Regions from separate parts of the Mus musculus genome. Here all the other regions are linked to region 2. Evidence: chromatin contacts called from public HiChIP or PLAC-seq and promoter capture Hi-C data. All regions are on one chromosome and are shown on one strand. Each heading gives the region's core, a stretch centred on a gene start, on an enhancer-like site or on the middle of the called end of the contact. The rest is flanking DNA. Distances are from core to core; before and after follow the strand shown. Region 1 overlaps Atp13a3 (ATPase type 13A3). Region 2 holds the start of Tmem44 (transmembrane protein 44). Region 3 holds the start of Gp5 (glycoprotein 5 (platelet)).

Evidence for each region. HiChIP or PLAC-seq counts read pairs in DNA pulled down with a chosen protein or histone mark. Capture Hi-C pulls out chosen DNA fragments and counts their contacts.
Region 1: an H3K4me3 HiChIP or PLAC-seq map of bone marrow-derived macrophages shows a contact between it and region 2, with 5 times the contacts expected there. The contact joins the enhancer-like site here to the promoter of Tmem44 in region 2. A contact is called at or near these places in 19 of 39 promoter capture datasets (the 3T3-L1 cell line, 3T3-L1-derived adipocytes, the C10 cell line and 12 more), 1 of 15 datasets of contacts at CTCF or cohesin (the NIH/3T3 cell line), 1 of 484 Hi-C or Micro-C datasets (bone marrow-derived macrophages), 13 of 115 datasets of contacts at active chromatin or transcription factors (bone marrow-derived macrophages, craniofacial prominence, embryonic basal ganglia and 8 more) and 4 of 9 other capture datasets (adipose tissue, liver, macrophages and 1 more).
Region 3: a promoter capture Hi-C map of pancreatic islet shows a contact between it and region 2. The contact joins the promoter of Gp5 here to the promoter of Tmem44 in region 2. A contact is called at or near these places in 12 of 39 promoter capture datasets (the 3T3-L1 cell line, 3T3-L1-derived adipocytes, the C10 cell line and 7 more), 4 of 15 datasets of contacts at CTCF or cohesin (CD8 T cells, the NIH/3T3 cell line, embryonic stem cells and 1 more), 1 of 484 Hi-C or Micro-C datasets (bone marrow-derived macrophages), 7 of 115 datasets of contacts at active chromatin or transcription factors (effector CD8 T cells, embryonic stem cells, extraembryonic endoderm stem cells and 3 more) and 3 of 9 other capture datasets (adipose tissue, liver and pancreatic islet).

What each region holds. Positions count from the first base shown.
Region 1 is chr16:30,363,432-30,367,667 of GRCm38.p6, forward strand. It overlaps Atp13a3 (ATPase type 13A3), which reads right to left. Exons shown (of 34, transcript NM_001128096.1): 3 at 3,404-3,504. The coding sequence starts at 3,454. Among named protein-coding and RNA genes, the nearest start is that of Atp13a3, 23 kb to the right of the region's middle. Within about 2 kb of position 1,545, at least 4 of the 459 cell types and tissues checked have an H3K27ac peak or open chromatin away from gene starts, as enhancers often do. A contact at or near this core is called in bone marrow-derived macrophages, where this site is marked.
Region 2 is chr16:30,547,791-30,552,275 of GRCm38.p6, forward strand. It overlaps Tmem44 (transmembrane protein 44), which reads right to left and starts at 2,788. Exons shown (of 11, transcript NM_001384248.1): 1 at 2,573-2,788. The coding sequence starts at 2,709.
Region 3 is chr16:30,308,712-30,313,072 of GRCm38.p6, forward strand. Gp5 (glycoprotein 5 (platelet)) reads right to left here and starts at 2,070. Exons shown (of 2, transcript NM_008148.4): 1 at 2,044-2,070; 2 at 1-1,145. The coding sequence starts at 1,143. Atp13a3 (ATPase type 13A3) reads right to left here. Exons shown (of 34, transcript NM_001128096.1): 34 at 3,712-4,361.

The DNA.
Region 1 (4,236 bases), core at 295-2,794, 190 kb before region 2:
AGTCACTGACTGACTGATTCACTCCCTCACTGGGCTGACTGGATGAACTGAGACAGGGTCCTAGACTGTTGAGATGGCTCAGACAGTATAAGTGCTTGCCATGAGACAGGGTCTCACACAGATATAGGTGACTGTACCCAAAGTTGGCCTCCAGCTCATGACCCTCCTGCTTCTCTGCCTCTTGCATCTAGAATTACAAAGTATGCATCTCCATGCCTAGCACATTACATTTGGATAGGTTTTGTTTGTTTTAAGTGACTTGAAAATTGTTCCAATGCCACCATTGGATTAATTAACTTCACTCTCTAACTCAAATTAATTTAAATATTCTTGCATTCTCACCCACAAGGGCTACCAAATGTAATATTTCAAGCTGTTGAAGTTTTAATTTCAAGCAATAGAAATTATTTATCCCATGGCAACATCTGAGATAATTACAACTTATTACTTGACATGTGGTGACACATGCCTATAATCTCTGAACTTGGGAGGCTAAGACAGGACAGGAAATGTGAGTTTGAAACCAACCTAAACTATAGAGCAAGGAGAAAACTTTATTCTTTGATTATTTTAAAGGTAACCTAACAAAAAACTGAGTTTCTGGTGGGTTTTTTTTTTTAAGATTTATGTATTTTATGTATGTGAGTACATAAAATATCTTCAGACACACCAGAAAAGGTCATCAGATCCCATTACAGATGGTTGTGGGCCACCATGTGGTTGCTGGGAATTGAACTCAGGACCTCTGGAAGAGCAGTCATTGCTCTTAACTGAGTCATCTCTCCAGCCAGAGTTTTTGTTTTAATTGAACTGAATTTTTAACTTTATAAACCACAAATAGAAATCTTTACTTGGGGAACCAGCAAGATGTCTCAGAGACTAAATGTGCTTACCACGCATGCTGACCTAAGTTCAATCACTAAAGCAACTTTTAAAACCTAAAAAACTCTTCAGAAAAGTTGTCTTCTGACACCCACCACATACACACTATGGTACATGTGTACCTACATAGACAGCCAGGTATGGTGGCACCTAGAAGGCACTTCCAGAAGTAGGAAACAAATCCCAGGAAAACCTGATTTACATAAAGAGACCCTGTCTCAAGAAGAGGGGGAGGGGGACGGGAAGGGGAGAGGTACAGGGAGAGGAGGAGAAGGAGAGGGAAAGGGGGAGAGGGGGAGAAGGAGTCAGAGACAAAGACACAGAAAGAAAGACAGACCAATTGACGGAATGATGGACCATCCGACCGACCGAGACTTTTATTGGAGATATTTTAGCACTAACTAACATTTTAAATCACCACATACAAAACCATGTCTTTCCCCAGCTGCTATCACTTTAAACAGGAAAGAGGAACTAAGCATGATGGCTGTGCTTCCCATCACAGCAGCACTCAGCACAGAAGCTGAGTAAAGGACGATCCCACTCTGAACAACAGAGTGTATTTAGATTAGCTGAAAAACAAAGTGAGACCCTGGGGAAACAACCCACCTTAAGAGTAGACTGCACACTCAGCAGTGGAGACCAACAAAACCAAACCCATCAGCATCACTGAACGCACCTTGCTTCATAATGTCCTGTCAGGGCTTTTTCCTTTCCTTTCCTTTCCTTTCCTTTCCTTTCCTTTCCTTTCCTTTCCTTTCCTTTCCTTTCCTTTCCTTTTTCCCTTTTCCCCCCCTCTCTTTTCCCCCCTTTTCCCCTTTCCCTCCCTCCCTCCCTCCCTCCCTCCCTCTCTCTCTCTCTCTCTTTCTTTCTTTCTTTCTTTCTTTAACTTTTACTTATTCTTTTTGTCCTGCAGGTTGTGAATATATATTATGGCTTCCAGTTTTGTGTATCTATGGGATTCCTGGATGGCAGACATGTGTCTCTGTGTCTATGGCTACCTCTTGTGCCTTCCCCTGGTCTCTTTTCCTTCTGCTTGTTTTGCCTTATTCTCATTTGTTGCTTTCTTTTTTTTTTAATTTATCTTATAATATTTTGTTTTATTATTTTCCCTTAGATGCCTTTTTGTTTTCTATTTAGACAAATTGGGTAGATCTAAATGGGATAAGTAGATGGAACTGGGAGGAACAGAGAAAAGAGGAAACCATAATCAGAATAGATGGAATGGGAAAAAACTATTTTCAATAAAAGAAAAAGTTAAAAAGTAATGAAACTGTCAAAAGGAGGAAGAGGAAGAGGATGAAGAAGGAAGAAAAAGAGGAAGAGAAGGAGAAAAACTCTTGGAACCAAGTGGGCTTTGCTCAAGTTCTGTTATTCATATATACGTGTGTGTGTGTGCGTGTGTGTGTGTGTGTGTGTGTTTGTTTATTACTGTTCTAACTTGAACGCTCCCACTATGTCACATAGCTATGAAATGCATCTAAAGTTACTTGTTTCTCAGGATAAGGACTGAGGTGTTTGAAAACCCTGTCTCCCCTCAGGAGGAAACTTGTTACGCTGGAGGAGAGGCGTGCTTCTGATGGAAAAAGAAACTGGCCACTCACTGTTCACTGTGATTAAACTACAAGAGAAAACGAAAACCTTCAACAATTAAAACAAAATAAAAACTTTGAAAAGGCTCTATAGTAAAATCCAAACTATGCAGGCCTGGAGATGGCTCGGTGTTAAGAGCTGCTCTTCTAGAGAACCTGGGTTCAATTCCAGCACCCACATATGGCAGCTCATACCTCTAGCTGCAGGGCTTCTGACACCTGAAACAAACATACATGCAGGCAAAACACCAGTGTACATACAAATGAATTATTTTAAAAATCCAACCAACATAAATGATATAACCTCAATTCAAATAACCAAAATTAATTAATTAATTAGTTAAACCAAGTATCAGGAGACAATGGAGCATAACTTTAATCCCAACATTAGATAAGCAGAGAAAAGCTGATCTCTGAGTTTGAGGCTTATTCTACAGAGAGGTCCAGGACAGCCAGGGCTACTCAGAGAAACCCTGCCTCAAAAATCAATCAATCAATCAATCAAATGAAATGAAATGACAACAACCACCACCACTACCTCAAGTCCTGGCAAATAATGGCTCGTGTCTTTAATTCTAGGACTTACTTGGAAAGCACAAGCAGGTAGAACTCTGAGACTGAAGGCAGCCTGGTCAAGTTCCAGGACAGCCATGGCTTTATAGTGAAACTTTGCTGTCTAAAACAAAGAAAGAACACACGAACACACGAACACACACACACACACACACACACACACACACACAGAGCCTTAGTCAGGATACAGAGATTCCGATTTGTGTGTTGTGAGTGGGTGTTTCACTATCGAGCAAACCTGGAGCCTCGGTACATTAGGTAGACAAATACACCACCACTGGGCTATCCCTCAGCCTATGTTGGTTTTTCTTTAACTGTATACTTTTACTCCCTAGAAAATTATGAAAGTTAGTTACCATTTCATCTTCTTGACCCTTGTTGATAGTCTTCCTTTCTTCTTTGTCCATTTCTACAGTGGCTTGAAAGGTGCTATGCTTCACACAACAGGTGAAGATAACTGCAGGGAAAGAAACAAATGTTGGCTTCCTTTAAAAACAGATCTTGGCCATCACCAGAACTAGATGCTAAAACCCCACTGCTGATGACAACATACACTGAGAAATCAGGTTGGAACTGAGCTAGAAACTTCTCCTGTGAATAGCTTCCCTACTGCTAAAAGGTGCTATGCAAGCTGCTACTGGAGAAAAGTCATCAATAGTCGAACTCAGCTATACACTCTATACAATACCAGATGTCAGGCAAAATATACTCATGGGTACAACAGGGTCATGACTGGTATATACGTAACCAACCACTTTGTGATTGGATTTGGGACTCATTCCACAGGAGGGAAATCATGTTTTAACCTGTAAACCTGGACTAAAGCCAATGGCTTGGGAAGTCTCAGATCCTGTGAGAACAAATCTATTATCCTTGCTTTGTGCAAACTACCTGCAATTGTTTATTTTTATATCCATAGATTATTGCTGCTCTCAATCTTGGACAGAGAAACATCTGCAGTTAGTAAGCGATTCATAACTGGAAGAATAAATGTTGAGAACTCAGCCCTAAACACTTAGGACATCTACTTCACCCTCTCCAAGGCTGAAAGAACATCATGGAATTATAGGGGGCTGGAAAGAAAAAAAATAAACAAAATTGTGAAATACTGTCCTCCACCCATGACATGACAGCTGTACTCACTAACTCACAGTAGCAAATACTGCCCATCAGTATTTCATATTTCATC
Region 2 (4,485 bases), core at 1,538-4,037:
CCTCTCCCAGGTATAGCACACACACACACACACACACACACACACACACACACACACATTATGGAACAAGGCTCTGCTGGGAACTGAAGATCTCCTGTAGAGATGCTGTCCTCTTCTACAAAAGGGGGAGACAGAGACAGCTGGCAAGGGCCGTGTACCTCAGATTCTTACAAGCCTCAGCATGTTTTGAAACACCTTAATCCTAGCACTTGGGAAGCAGAAGCAGGGGTTTCTGAGTTCGAGGCCAGCCTGCACTACACAGTAAGTATTAAGTTTAAGGAGAGATGGGGGCTCTTTTCCTTTTCCTCTTCCAAATCAGGCCCTTACAAGCTGGTTGTCAGGTTTTTTCTTTTAAAGATTTATTTATTATATGGAAGTACACTGTAGCTGTCTTCAGACACTCCAGAAGAGGGAGTCGGATCTCATTATTGTGAACCACCATGTGGTTGCCGGAATCTGAACTCAGGACCTCCGGAAGAGCAGTCACTACTCTTATCCACTGAGCCATTTCTCCAGTCCAGCCGTCAGGTTTTATCTTCTGAAAGGGAAACAGGATCTAAAAGCCACCCTAGCACTGCAGCTAACTATAGTGGTAATTACCTAAATTTAAAAGGCGATTTGTTTCTTTGAAATTAGAGTCAGATCCGCCTTACCCATCTGTGCAGTGGGTGGCAGCTTCTTCCAGCTGAGCAATTTGAGCATATTCATAAAGCAGGGGAAACCAAACTGAATAACAGCACGGTGCTCCGGGCTCCTCTCCCTAGGTCTCCAAACTGCTGGCTTTTCTCCTACAGCACCTCTCCCTACCTTCATGAACCTGGGTCATACAGTGGGCAGGGTCTCTCTGGCAATATCACCAGTGCTGTCACCACCACACTTGAGTTTCAGTAACCATGCTGGATTTTATAGAGAAATGGGCTGGGAGCGGCTTCGGCTTCATCCGCTCAGGCAGAGTGGTTGGCTCTGATTCCATAGATTAGGTTCTGAGCATCAGTCCCAAGGATCATAATTACAGAAAGAAGGTTGTTACCCAACACCTTAAACATCTCTGTGTCTGCCAGCCCCAAGCCTGAAGCTCAGGGTGTCACCCGTCAGCTATAAATCTAAGCTCTGGGTATTAAAACCAATGCAAGCTCGAGGAGTGAAGACTGGTCGGGTAAGAGATGTGGACCCAAATGAACAACGCTTTACTTCAACCTTTGCATTGGAGAGAGGAGACCCTGCAGCCTGGGGTGATGATGTGAGCCAGCGGCAGGCCTCTAGCTTCACCACTCAGGGCTTTACCCTATGCCCTGTGCTCTCAGGGGCCAGGACTCCCAGACTGACCTTAACCTAGCAACCTGCCCCCCAAGATCCATTCTCTGCAGAAAGACAGGGGGAGAGGGGTTCAGGAGTGATGGGGTACAGAGAGAACAGAGAGGCACATCTAGCCTCAGGCAGGGCAAAAGTCGGCCATTCTAAGCACACTAGTTCACTTCTGTAAGCCATGGTTTCCAGGGGTGAGCATGCCTACCTGTGTTGGCTGCATAGGATGGCTACGGAACAAAGGAGACCATGCATGCAGAGCCCTCTACCTCAGAGAGCTCAATCCCTGATGCCTACCTGAGTCACAGGCAGGATTATTATTCACTCAGGAAGCAGGCTCCTCATCCGATTGATAACAGCACCTGCCTTAGGGACAGGGGCAGGCGAGGAGCAAGAGGACGAAGAAATGTAACTCAGGCCCAGAGTGTCTGTCCTGGACTCCAGTCTCTAGGCAATGGACTGCTGACTCTCTGAACCACTACAGACAGTCTTGAGGGGGTTGTCCACCGAGCGCTAAGGTGAGCCAGTTGCAGGAGTCGGGATAGAGGGATGCTGTACACTCTCCCCCGCCTGGGTATACTTGGGTGGCACCACCCTGGAAACTGTCTCTGGGTTTCTGTGCGTGGGGACAGGGTGGCTGAAGACCTGGAGGCTATGCTCTCACAGAACCCAGGCTACAGGGATTGCCTGGCCAAACCACCGGGAGACAGACAAAAGCAAAAACTGTGGCCAGAGTCAGATAACCACTGCCTCACCTCTTGGCATAAAGAGCTTTGGATAAATTAAAAGTAGAAAACATCGAGGGACTTGCTAGGGTCCCTAAGGGTGGGTGGTAGAGCCAGAGCGGTAATGGTGTTTAATGAGCACGTATTAAGTCCTTTGCCTGCTATGCCTTATTTAATCCTCACATTCATTTTATGAGGCATATCCTCATTCACAGGAGACCCAAAGGCTTACACTTGCTCCCCTCACACCGCCAACAACCAGGAAAAGGCTGACAATAGAAGCTGTTCCAAGCCCGCATCCACTGCACCACCCAGCCTCCTGCTGCCGGCTCGCAGCCCAGCTTCCCCGGTGCGCGGAGTCCAGAAAGGACTCCACTTCAGTCCACATAGCAATGTCAGATCCGAACTCGGACTTGAGCTACCTGCAGGACGCCCCCTGTACGCCCCTTCCCCCTAGGCTTCCTAGAGGAGCCGAGGCGAGTGACGCCCAGTCGCCCCCGCGGGTGGCCCGCCACCCCTCGCGCGGGTCCCGTCCCCATTACAGCGTGTGGGCAGCGATCCAGCAGCAGGCGGCGCAGATCCACAGGCCGAAGGAGATGCAGACGCGGCGGCGGGCGAAGCAGCGCTCCAGGTAGTCCCAGTTCAAGAGCGGGGGCGCGGCGCTAGCCCCCTCCTCCATGGCACGGCCGAGCCTCCGCCGACCCCGGGGAAAGTTCCCGGACCGCGCGGCTCCCCAGCCTCGCCTATTGTGGGGCTCTGCGGGGTGCAGGCTGCCCCCTAGCGGTAGAGCCGCGCGCGGCCGCTGCACAAAGGAGGGCCCCGCCAGCACCCAGTCCCTTTGCGGGTTCGCCCGGTTCCAAAGCCAGACAATACTCTGGCGCGGACCAGCGCTAGTGGGGGGATGGAGGGAACCCCGAGGAGCGTTGTCCCTGGTTGAAAAGATGCAGCACAAAAGTGTGGGGTGGGGGACGGATGGGGTACACATCGCCTCTGCTTCCTCCTTCCCCTCTGCTGAAGCTGTCAAGGGCACGCCTTGCGCCACCCCGGCCAGAAAGGGGTTAAACTTGAAATGTGCCGCTCCCATCCAACCACGGTGCCGCACAATTCAGGTACATGGATGGTTTTTCGCTAAAGGAAACCATTAGAATATTTTCAAATTGTCTTCGATTTCAGTAAGTTTGCTTAGAGCACAGCTTGACGGTGGCTTCACTGTTTATTTACTTTTGAGGCAGGGTTTTGCCACGTGGTCCAGGCTAACCTGGAGTTCACTGTGTAGCCCTGGTGGGCCGCCAACTCAAAGACTCTTCCCGCTTCAGCCTCCCAGGTACTGGGACTGTGCAACAGCCATCCACCTTGATGTCTACTGCAAAGAAAACGCTGTGGTCTAAATGATCACACGCACTCCAATTCCATATATTTAAACTTAGCCACAAAGCCAGGAGTGGTGGTGCACACTTTTAATCCTGGCACTGGGAGGCAGAGGCAAGAGGATCTCTAGGTTCAAGGCCAGCCTGGTCTACAGAGTGAGTTCTAGGACGGCCAAGGCTACACAGAGAAACCCTGGCTACTCGGGGGTGGAGTGGGGTGGGGTGGGGTGGGGAGGGGTAGGGTGGGTGTGTAAGGGAGAAACATAACCACCAACTTGGTAGTATCACGAGGGGCGAAAGTGTTTGCTGCCAAGCCTGAAGACCTGGGTTCAATCTAATCTTCCATCTAATGGAAGAGAGGAAATAACTGACCACACATATTGTCTGAACTCCACACTTGAATGCACACATACAAACACACACAGGCATGCACACACACAGACACACATAGGCACATATGTGCAGCTGTCAGTGCATGACGGTGTAGCCATATCTACTACATCCCCTCTGCCGTCACGGACTGGAATTCACCCTCTGCTCCCTGGAGCTGGGACTTGGAGCAGAGAACTGAACCTATCTTTAAAATGTTCCTACTTGCCTGGCAGTGGTGGCACATGCCTTTAATCCCAGCACTTGGGAGGCAGAGGCAGGCGGATTTCTGAGTTCGAGGCCAGCCTGGTCTACAGAGTGAGTTCCAGGACAGCCAGAGCTACACAGAGAAACCTGTCTTGAAAAACAAAAACAAAAACAAAAAAGTTCCTACTTAAAATCCAGACAATGGCACCTCCCTTTGTCCTCCTGTGACACTAGAAACCCTGAAGTTCAAGCAGTGACACAAACCACCAATGGAAGTTAATCTTATTGTCATCCTAAGGAAGTCGGGCTCTAAGACAGGGAAGAAAACTCAGCTGATGTGATGGGAGGAAGACCATGGCTCAGCTTCTTGTTCCCTCCCTCCCTCCCTCCCTCCCTCCCTCCCTCCCTCCCTCCCTGCCTCCCTCCCTCCTTCCCTCCCTCTTGGGCTGTCTCTCTTTCTCCTATGTGCTCATCTCTCTCTCCCTCCCTCCCCTGCCCCCTCTGTGGGTGTG
Region 3 (4,361 bases), core at 820-3,319, 240 kb before region 2:
CGTGCGGGGCAGGGCCCGCAGCCGGTTGTGGCGCAGCGACACCTGGCGCAGGTGCCCGAGGCCGCGCAGCGCGTCGTCCCGCAGCTCCGCCAGGGCGTTGGTGTGCAGCGCGAGCACGCGCAGCTCCCGTAGGCCCTGGAACACGCCGCGCGGGAGCGCGCTCAGGCGCGGGTTCCGCGTCAGCCCCAGCGTCTGCAAGCCGCTCAGGTTGCGGAAGGCAGCGGCGGGCAGCGTGCTCAGGTGGGTGCCGTTCAGCCACAGCTCCCGCAGGCCGGCCATCTCCCCGAACAACACGTCCGGGAGCTCCTCCAGGGGGTTCTCGAACAGAGTCAGCCGAGACACGCTGCTCACGTGAAGGAAGAGCGCGGGCGGCAGAGACTCCAGGAGGTTTCCGGATAGAGTCAAGGAGCTCAGGTTTCCGAGGCGGTCGAAGGCACCCGGGGCTACGGAGCGGAGGTGATTCCGCTCCAGCCGCAGCTCAGTCAGGGCGCCCAGGTTGCTCAGCAGCCCCGAATCCACAGACGTGAGCTGGTTTGAATAGAGCAGCAGTTTCTCAAGCTTAACTTGAGCCCCAAGCAGTCCCTTGGGCAGGTGGGTCAGGTTGTTTCGCGATAAATCCAACAACTTCAGTTCTCTCAGGCTCGAGAAAAGGTTAGCAGGAAGAAAAGAGAGCTGATTCTGGTTCAAACCGAGCTCCTGAAGGTTACGCAGTTGCTGAAACAGGTTTTGATCAAGGTCCCTTAGTGCATTGTGGTCCAAGAACAGCTGTTCCAAGAGTACCATCTTATCCAGGATCGCACGTGGAAGACGAGAGATTTTGTTGCGCGTCAACCTGAGGGTTTTCAGTTTTACCAGGTCATTGAAGGTGCCGGGGTCGATGGCGGAAATGTGGCTATCTGAGAGCATCAGGCGCTGAAGGACTGTCATGCCGCTGAAGCTGTGGTTCCGCAATATGCCCTGGTCCATTCGGAAGAGCAGGATGTGTGTGAGGTTCGTAGGCAGACCTAGCTCAGCGATGTGAGCCACGCTGCCGCCCGAGCACTGCGCGGCATCGCGGACCACACACTTGCAGGTTTTGGGGCAGGGAAAAGGTTGGGCACGCAAGAGTGCGAGCACCGCGGACAGCAGGGCGCTTCTTAGCATGTCTGAAATGCAAGAGCAAAAACAAGGCTCAGAGCATATCCTGGAGCCCTGCACGCACTGCTGCAAGCACAGTTTTTGGGCCAGCACTCTCACGGCCTTGGAACGCTCAGATACAACCAAGTCTTCCTCTATCTTACAAAGGCTGATTAAAAAAAAATTACTTTTCTATTCAGCATATGTGGGTATTGGAGAGTAGATCAGTCTTACAGGTTCCCATTTTTATCCAGTCAGCCATCTCCCCGGTTCTGTTTAGAGCATTGACATTTGGGCATTTTCAAGCTACAGAATACCTTAAAATCGTTACAGAACGAATTAAAATTGCTACGGTCTTTTTCAGAGAATAGAAAGCAACGCCTCCTGGGACTGGCTGTGTCACTGACTTTAACAAGTTAAGCAGGGAGCTTTATCCCCAACAGTCAGCAAGAGAACCGCAGCAAGGCCCACTTCCACTAGATTCAATTTCTTACATATTTTCAAAGTACCAACACCCCACAACTCATTACACCGTTTTGTAACTCCCGGCCCGGAGCCCAGTGGTGCAGGTGATAATGCCCATTGCTTTATGCCATGCTTTTCTGAACTTTGCACTGTTACAGTAACACGAGTGCAGTAGGCTGGTCGCTCCAGTGTACATGAGGTTAATTTAAGTGTCACATAAGTAGCATTTGAAGATGTTTTTCTGACTCACACATTTAAATAATGAGCTACTGTTTGCTTATACACCAAGCTGCTTAATAAAACTACTCTGGGCATTGAGTTACCCAGGAAGCACACAGTAATACTAGTTTACTCTGTTTCCCAAGTAAAAATTTGTACTGTTTCTTGTACCAGGTCTCCTTCTGCCCCTATACAGACTGAGCCTCTAACTGCATACACTAATTTAAGAATATTTGGCCTTACCTGAAGCAGTTCTGCACCCTGGACTGACTGAAAGGCTTGCAGCTCTGCTTGTGACTTGGCACTTCAGAGAGGAAGAGGGAAGTATTCTTGCATCCTCAAGATAAAGACCTTACCAGATAAAAAGTCAAGAAAAAGACTATCTCCATAGGGCATATTCTAGGTTTTAATGACAAGAGCTTTCAAACTTTCAGAGTCCATAGTTAAAAGTCCTTTTGTAAAAGCTAGAGAGTAGAGGGCCTAAGTTTTCCCAGAAATAGCAGGCTGTCATTACATGGGCCACACTTTTGGTTTTTTTCCATGCTACATTGCACTAACTCATTCCTGTGCAGGAGTATGTGGGTGCATGTGGCAGTGCCTCACTTGTGGGTGTCAGAAAACTTTAGGCAATTGGTTCTCACCTTCCTCCACGTAGGTTCCCAAGGACTCACACCATGTCTTGGGAGGTATCTTTACCTGATGAGCCATCTCTTTTGCTCAACATTTTATTTCTTAAATAAGGCCAATGAATTCTCAAATGCCCGCCCCCAATGGTTGGTCTAGCCATTGTCAAACATGTTCAGTAATAGCATTGCTCAAGGGTTCGTGTTCAGTTTAACTTAATGTCAAACTGCCTACCACCGTGGTTGTATTGCCACAGTGCCACACTGTGTGTAAGAACTCCTGGTCTTCACGTCTCTGACCTGGACTTCAATCCTGGTCATTCAGATTGTTTCCATGATGCCTATTCCTTAGGCTTAGGCTCAGCCCAAAGAGCAAAATGGCATACCAATCTACCAACCTATGGTCTCAATATGCTTTATAACGTTGCATTTCTGTATAATGACAAACTTGATGTCTTTCTTTACAGTGAAGGGCCACCTGTTCTTCAGCTTCTGAGAAACTCGAGTTCCCCTTTTATGTCTATTTTTCTCTCAACAACTTGGCTATGTATATGTAGCTCATGCTAGCTTCAAATTTACAATCTTCTGGCCTTAGTGTCCTAGAGTTTGGGAATCACAAAGAATGCATCACAATGTCCAGCTGTGCTCATTTTTCCTATATGTAACTATAACATAGACATTCTTTATAAGTGCTATTATCTATTGGTTGTCAAGTCACAGATTATCAAGTAGATCCCTCCAAGGGGGAATACCCACCAATTCCTTTAAATGCTCTCACGCTGTTTCCCTTAGCATTCAGATCCAGGGGTACAGATCTCTTTGTATGTACCTAAGAGGCAGAGTTACGTTAAATATGCTTCTATCACTATTTTCCACTTTTCACCCACTTTAAGAACAAGATCCAGAGCCTGGGGAGATAGCTAGATAAGCAAAATGCTTGCCTTGTAAGCATGAAGACTCATTCAATCCCTGGAACTTCACAAGGGGAGCTAAGCACAGTAGGCAGAGGGATCCCTGGACCTTACTTCAAAAAGTCTGGCTGGCTCTGGTTTTCACCAAGCAGCAACCCCAGAGTCCCCAACTGCCATTCTGCTTGCAGTGTGCACCAGCCAGCCAGCTCTTCCCCCAACCAGTCCATCAAACTAAATAGCCAAGCTGCCTTCCTCTCAACCAGCCTCCCAGGCAAAAACAACGAAACCCCATCTACAGTGAAACTGTTTCTGAGAGAGCTAGCTGTAGCCACATAATCAAACAAGTGTGTAAGGATCCAGGAAAAAATATTGACATATTTAATTCATTAAAATTTTTTATTTTGAATAGCTTTAATCAAAAAGGATTTCATATGGTATTTACAATGCTGAATGTACAATTATGAATATCTACCTTTTTGACAAAAGGGTACCATTCTTGAGCAGCAATACAATTTTAAAAATATAAAGATGTGTCATTTCTGATATATAAAGTTACTTAAAAAAAATCCACGGTCTCAGGGAATTCACAAATTATAACAGGAAGTAACTTTTATTAATTTCATGTGCACATAATTACCAAATTGTAATACATTAAAAATACATGTAAATGCCCAGACTGTACAAAAGTTAATTCCCTATTTTGTTAAAAGTTCCCAGTAGCCTCCCACCATAAATATACAAAACCCTTTTAATTGATACAACAAAACTGCATGCATGAGATATTAGATGTTCTCTAAAGCTTGAAGTTGATCTTCACTGGATATGAATTTTTGCTGCTTTTGGAAAAAAATATATATGAAAGAAACACATTATTTACCATGCCTTTGAAACTGTGCAGTACTTTCATCAACATGGGAAACAAAATGAAGTATAAAAACAAGAAGAGGTTTGCTTAAATGGAAAGCGTTTGAATCTCAGGCTTGTTGGCGCCACACTCGCCCAAGCACTGTCTGCAGCATTCCCTTAC